2 separate regions of the Capsicum annuum genome follow, and region 2 is linked to region 1. The links are chromatin contacts, called in public Hi-C maps. All regions are on one chromosome and are shown on one strand. Each heading gives the region's core, a stretch centred on a gene start, on an enhancer-like site or on the middle of the called end of the contact. The rest is flanking DNA. Distances are from core to core; before and after follow the strand shown.

Region 1 (3,758 bases), core at 918-3,417:
AATTTCGTAAAAGAAGAAAATTATGAAATTATTTTCTTATTATTTATCGTTATAGAAAGAGTTGATTATATTAGAGATAATACTTTTGAAAAAATGTTAAGAGAGTGTTGAATTAAAAATCTTTATTAATTATGAAAAGTTGAAATTTATAAGAAAATTTAGTTTCTTGAGTTTAAAGGGAGTTATTTTAATTCAAATAGACTATTTAGTTATATGAACATAATGAATGTCATTTCGGAACAAAATACTTGATCTTTAATCACTTGCTTTAAAGAGAAAATTGAAGGAATCAATTTAATTTGTTTTAGATAATGTAAAATTATGTGAGAAAATTATATGTTAAATAAGAAAATCAAGATAAAATAGAATGATAAAATAGAATGACGACAATTTAGGGAATTACTTAGTTTACGTAAGTAAAATTAGAGTTAGTACATATAAACAACAATAACATACAAGGAAAAGAGGAACAAAAGTTTTAAGATTTGGGCCTTTATTGGCCCATTAGAAAGCTGTCCAGCTTTTGGACCTCATTCGTATGGACTTGGGTCCATTTTCTAAAGTGTATACCAGCTGTATATCAATAGCTTAAGTCTCAACGTTTTTGTGTATATCACTTCATATACAGTGTATATCAGTGACAAATACTGCTTATTTCCCCTCCACTTTTCATCATAAATCGTGTGATGATGTGCAGCTGCTGCTTACGATGTATATTCACTGTATATCAGCATATACCAGCCCCTAATGCTTATATCGTTGTATACCAATGCAAAAACAGTCCTCTCGGGACTTGGACTTGAGATTTTGACTCGATGTTGGGTTAGACCCAACGAGGATGCTAGGAAAAAGTCCAAAAGGGCTCGAACGAGTTCATGCAAAAAAAAAATAAAAAAATCACAACATTATGAAACGAATATTCAAACTAGCACATATGCTTAACATCTAATGAGCAATATAGTGAAAAACTAAATAACTTCAGCCATATTGTGAGATAAATGTATCCACGTCTCTCCATAACATAAAACTGAAAAGTTGCCTTCTGGATGAGTCACAACTCCCAAATATAAAAGCCTTCAAGAACCTTTTCTACAATTGCAAATATACTAAGAGGAAATTTTCTTAAAGAATCAAATATTTCTCTTTCAAGTATATGTCTACTGCTCAATCTTAGTTTTCAATTCATTCTAAAAAAAATTTCCAACATTCTTGAAAAAAAATGAACTGAACAGCAAAGAGAAATTCACCAAACTAAACATATTCTTTCACTGTTAATGCTACGGTAAGGAAAACAAAGATTGGTGTGTGAAACATTCCTTTCTTAAAGTTCGGAAATCATAGACTTCGAAAAATAAATAAGTAATTAAATAAAATTAGGCTAACCTAATCTATAGCTAAAGCCAGAACAATTTATGATGAATAACCTTACTTTTCTTTTTTTTTTCTTTTGCAAACTTTAAGACGAAAATATTCAATTTAACAGAGTAATGATGATAATAAAATTGAGAAAATCTTAACACAAATTTAAATTCTTTGAGAATCAACAATTGAACATACTTCACACCAAGAAAAGAACTACTACATCTCAAAGGCAGAAAAAGAACTATATCATCCCAAAATTCATCCTAATAAAGTGTCTGGATGCTCCTCTCATACGGACAATTAATTCATCGACAAAACGGCGATAAATACAGCCAATTCCATAACATAATTTTTCAGTCATACGAATGAGATTAGGGAAAAAGCTTTCACCTTTTTTGGAGCAACGAACCGGACAACAAGCTGTAGCGAACGAATTCCACCATCGAAATTTCAATTTGAATTTGTTGGAATATAACATTCGTCGGCACTGATTTTCGAACTCTCCGAAAATTTTACATGTGGCTCCGAAGCTCCAAGTTTTTCCCAAAATAAATTGAGATTTGAATTTTTTTAAAAAATAAGATAAGATAACTGTTGATACAGCTGTTGTGCAACTGTTATTGCTGTCATTGTTGACAACGTGGTGTTACGTCAGGTTAAGTGAGGAAGAGACGGGTTCGGGTCGGGTTTGAAATTGTCGTTATTGAATTGTTGTGGAATGTTGTTGAAACTGTCGTTGTTTGCTGTTAAGGGGAAAGGGCAATGGGAGATGGGCCGGGTCGGTCAATGGGGCGGTGGGCTTTGCTGTTGGGCTGTTAAGGGTGTTGCTGTTTGAGGCTGATTTTGGTGTTAATATTAGGCTGCTGGGACCATGTTTGGACTGGTGACCCAATTTGAAAGTGGGAAAAGGGATTGTATGGGTTGAGGAAAATGGACTGGCTAATAAAACAATTACTAATTCCTAATTATGGTCATTTTATATTACTAAAATAGTCACAATTGAAGAAATTTGGGTAAAATTGAGACAAAATTATCTTCTAATTAATTTAACGAATTTATCAAATTTAATAATTTCAAAATAAATATTAAATACAACACAATTTTATTTTATTTCTTTTTTTTTCGAAGATGTTAATAATAATAATAATAATAATAATAATAATAATAATAAAAAAAAAAAAAAAATAATAATAATATAAAAATTAAGAAATTAATTATGTCATCAATTTCTTATTTTCAATCAATCTTGAGAAAAGTAGAATATTTGTAACTGTTCAAACTTTTCATTCTGAATAAATTTTAAAATATTTTTTTAACTGATAATTATATAATCATGTATAATTAAACACTAAATATATTAATTTCGCCTAAATTCAAAAGGTAGGGTTGAAATTTCTTTCAAAATAACTAAACATAAATATTTCAAAACTATTTAAAATTGAAAAATTCAAAAATTAATTTGAGACGTGGAGGGCAAAATCAGATGTCAACAGTAGGTATTGCCCATAGGATGTTCCTGACATCAATATGGTTAACTCATTTAATTCTATTTGTTCAAACATTTGGTATATTTTTCCAAAGTTAATAGTCCACTAGGTAATGTCTTTTAAAGATATATATATAAAAAACCCTTCACTAATTGATTTATTGGCGAGCTATTTGAAAGGTGAGGAATGAACTTTATTCTAGGAAAAACTACAAGGGGTTATTTGGTAGCTGGATATGAAACAAGGTATTCATGTGACTATGTTTATCTTATATAATGTTTAGTGGGTGGAAATGAAATGAGTTATTCATGTATTAAATTAATACCATGTTTAATTTATAGTTTAAAAATCTGCATAACATACGGGTATAAGTTATGAGAGAATCTCTGTATTATCTTATGCAAGATAGAAGGTGGAACAAGTTATACACAAATAACTAAAATCAACATAAAATAATACATAAATTTCCTCATAACTAATTAATGTATTACTAATACCTGTCATTTCTTTTATCAGCTACTAAACGATCCCTAGGTACTTCAATTTTACTTATGTATAGTTTTATATTTTGTTGAATGAATGTTAAAGTTAGTGTATTGAAAGGGGCTAATACATACTTGTTTATTTCACAGGAACATTGTTATATTATCCTGAGGTAATGGCTGCTCGAAGGTACACTTATAACTTACTTTCTTTTATGTGCACTCTCATTCAATTCTATTGAAAGGTGTTTGTTGGTCTTGCAGAGTTGTTGTTTTTTATGTAAGAAGTTTATATGGTCTTTTATTATGTTTTGTAATGATACTCAAATTTTTTATGAACTTAGAAGTTTTCTAGTCGCTAAATTTGGAATCATCGCTGTACAGGGAAGGTGACACTAAAATATGGGTGAAAGATATAAAGTCAAGA
Region 2 (3,758 bases), core at 839-3,338, 130 kb after region 1:
CTCTTTTTGCTTATTTACAAACCTAGTTAGAAGCAAACCATTAAGTCCTCAAAGAAAACAATCAGAATTACTATCCAAGCATACTACAATATGTTATAGTAGCTATCTAATCTTGCAGTTATTCATAAGCAAATCTTCATTATGTAAGTAAATTCAATAAGCAAAAGACAAGTATACTGTCATAGTGATCAACAACCAATCAAGAAAAGCATGGTAGAGCAGTAGTGTTGTCCCTCATTCTGATAGTTCCTGGCCCTTGATGTGTACGTACAATGCCACCTCTCTACATACTCTATCAATTTTGTAGTGGCCTTTAAATCTTAAATCATTTCTCTTTCTCCCTATGATATTCACAACCATAGCAAATACATTACATAGGATTGATCCATTGCCATAACTGGACATTCCTATTAGCACATAGTATCTCCTCGTTCTAGTCTGGTTATGCCCAGCCAACTAATCCATAACTCTCTTATAATAGTGTACCACCAAGAATAAATGATCAAATGACTCTATTTTTGTGGAAAAAGATGCAATTCATAGGAATATGGAAGCCAAACATTTGCAACCTTTTGACCGTAGCTAGTTTTCTTCAAGCAGCTAATCAAAGAGTGGATTTATATCTTGGGTGAATACTTTGTTGCAGAGTGATATTCTTTCAGGGGACTTTTTAGTCTTGAGGTAGAAGTAGACAATACATCTTGTGAATGGAGAACTTCCCATTAACTAACAGAGTGTTAAATCCGGTAGTTAGGTCACCCTGAAGGTGGGGTAATTGTAAGACATATCTTCTACCCTCCAAGATTTTCCTCACAACAAGTAGGATTCACAAGAATTGGATATAAAATGTTTAAGACAACTAGATTAAAGAGCAGTTTGATAGATATGACAGATTTTAATTTACGATCATAAGATTCAAAAATCTGATTTGCTTTCTTAAACCTTAGGTCAAATCAAAATAGAATAAGCAAATCGAAAGGGAGGTAAAACATTATTAATTGGAGATAAATGAAAACTTACAAAGAAGTATTAGTTTTTAAAGCATCATATATTTAATATTTTGAAATAAACTTACCTAAGATTTACTTAAACTAACAATATTTATGTGATATAGAAGAGATCATTTCGACGCGCCTAATTCATCTGCTTCAACTGTTATTTTATTATATGATCCTTAATTAATTATTAGAAGTTATTTATGTATTTAAAAATTAATAATATTTAATTAAAAAATAGATATTTATTACATGTCTGCTTTAGCTACTTCAATAATAATTTGACTAAATATCACCCCTAATTAATTATTATAAATCATCAAAGTATTAAAAATAATTAATATTTAATAAAAAGTGATAAAATAGAAATAAAATGATAAATTAACCCTTGATATTTTAAATTATCTTGATGTGAGGGCCAGTTAAATTCTTTTCACAAATATATTTTATAGTAATTTTGATATATCACTTTTAATTAGTTGTTGTAAGTCATTAACATGTTTGCTTCACTACTTCAATCATAATTTTACTATATCACTCCTAATTAATTATTCTGACTATCTAAGTATTTTGCCACTTAAATTGATATTTGTGATTTATTACCTCACTTATGAAGGATGATAAGCAGAAAACAGATCGACATATTTGTTTGTATTGCCTACTTAAATATTTTTTTTTATATTTATTTATTTTATTTTTTTAATTTGTTATATATTTGAGAATTACATAAAAATATTATAAATCATAATAATTAACAACTTAAGATAATTCAAAAAATGTAAAAGAAAATTAGGTGACTTAATTTTATTATTACCATATAAATTGAAACAAAAAAAGTATTATAAATCACAATAATTAATAATTTAAAATATATAAAAAATTAGTAACATTCAAAATTATATCAATATCACATAAATTGAAATAAAAAATATAATATATATTATAAAAAACTACATAAAAATATTATAAATGACAATAATTAACTTAAAAATGTTAGTTTTGAAGGCCCGTGCTTCCCCCTGCTTGATATATCGGGGCAAGTGTGTATAGCCACGTATCAGCAAATAATAAAATTAGCGTAACACCCACTGTTTTCAAATTAAGCCTAGTGTGTATCTAAAACATTGTTCTTCCTTTGAATGCACTCCATCGACCCCATCACCTTTTACCTAACCCATCTATCTCACTGATCCCGACCACTACATTTCACCTTCCAAATTCTTCTTTATTTGATATTTCAGTTCGCATTATTGTCTTTGCTAGTAATAATACTACTATTTTATTTTCATTTACACAGTCACATACATACCAACATTTCTCCCATCAACCTTGGTGTTTGGCCAGCTTTCGCTTACCTAACTGTATCCGGGGATACCGATCACCTCCTGCCGTCCCATCTCCAACCTTACTACTCTATGGTGGAGACTCTAACGCCGTTGTCATCTTCATCCCGTTGGACTCAATTCCACCACCCACGTCCATGGATCCCACCACTATTCTCTAACCACAAAACCCTTTTAACTGCTCTCTGGATCGCGTTCATATTTTCTATTCTATTCTGGCAAAGGGATGCTACTACCGGAATCTTGTTTTACCGGCGTAATTTTCCGGTGATGGTAATGCCGAAACTCCGTCCGACGGCGTTTAACTTAACGGACTTTGGTGGGGTTGGTGACGGCGTTACATTGAATACGGCGGCGTTTGAGAGGGCAGTATTGGCTATTTCTAAGCTTGGTAAGAAAGGTGGTGGACAGCTTAATGTGCCACCTGGATATTGGTTAACGGCGCCGTTTAATCTTACCAGTCATATGACTCTTTTCCTTGCTGAGAGCGCTGTAATATTGGGTATTGATGTAAGTATATTCTTGATCTGTTAATGTTTACAGTTCTCAATTTTGCATGCTGAACAGTAGAAACTAACTACTTAGTTTTTACTTTTATAAACTTTTGCTCTAGTGATAGACAAGCTTGCTACACATGAGTCGGATTATGGGGTTGTTAAGAACTGAGAGATGACAGTGTACGACTGACAGAGCCAGGATTGTCAGTAAGGAGTTCAAATATGAAGGAGTAAACACATGAAGAAGCCAAAAGGGGTTTAATGTCTATTATAGATACGTAAAAGATAATTTTGATCATGTACAAACAACGTAATTTTCCTTGGCCCTACCTGGCTCCGCCCCTACTAATACAGTGGATGAGTCTGATAATTGGTGTTTGGAAAAGTAAGGATCAAACAGTTTCCTGTCTTTAGTTGTAGATGGAGATCTCGGAGAAGCTATTTTTAGGGGATCTATGCTAAGTCTCTTTCGATAATGACATGGCATCAACCAACCACCTGTAAAACCTTATTGTTGGTTACATTACATTGTGTTGGAACTTGGATGATGCTTGATAGGAATTCGATTAGTCTAATTTTGGTATGGTTTCAACCTTGATTGTGTGTATTTTCTTTGTTGGTAGTGAAATGCCATATATTCATATCACCTTAATTAATATGTGTAGAACTATTTTGTAGTACTCTCTCCGTTTAAAAAAGAATGACCTACTTTCCTTTTTAGTCCGTTTCAAAAAGAATGATCTTTTCCTTTTTTAGCAACTTTTAATTTTAACTTTTCACGTGACATGTTTTAGACCACAACATTGAAGGATATTTTGATACATTTGACATCTCTTTAATTTAAGACCACAAGATTCAAAAGTTTCTTTATTTTCTTAAACTCCGTACCAAGTCAAATTAAGTCATTCTTTTTGAAACGGAGG

The links. A called contact is a pair of places that touch in the nucleus more often than the background predicts.
Region 2: a Hi-C map of leaf shows a contact between it and region 1, with 4 times the contacts expected there. The contact joins the promoter of LOC107877898 here to the enhancer-like site in region 1. A contact is called at or near these places in 2 of 5 Hi-C or Micro-C datasets (leaf and placenta).

Annotation. Positions count from the first base shown.
Region 1 is chr7:114,756,419-114,760,176 of UCD10Xv1.1, forward strand. No RefSeq gene overlaps it. Among protein-coding and RNA genes, the nearest start is that of LOC107877122, 28 kb to the left of the region's middle. Within about 2 kb of position 2,168, at least 5 of the 5 cell types and tissues checked have an H3K27ac peak or open chromatin away from gene starts, as enhancers often do. A contact at or near this core is called in leaf, where this site is marked.
Region 2 is chr7:114,890,012-114,893,769 of UCD10Xv1.1, forward strand. LOC107877898 (probable polygalacturonase) reads left to right here and starts at 2,089. Exons shown (of 5, transcript XM_016724692.2): 1 at 2,089-2,848. The coding sequence starts at 2,411.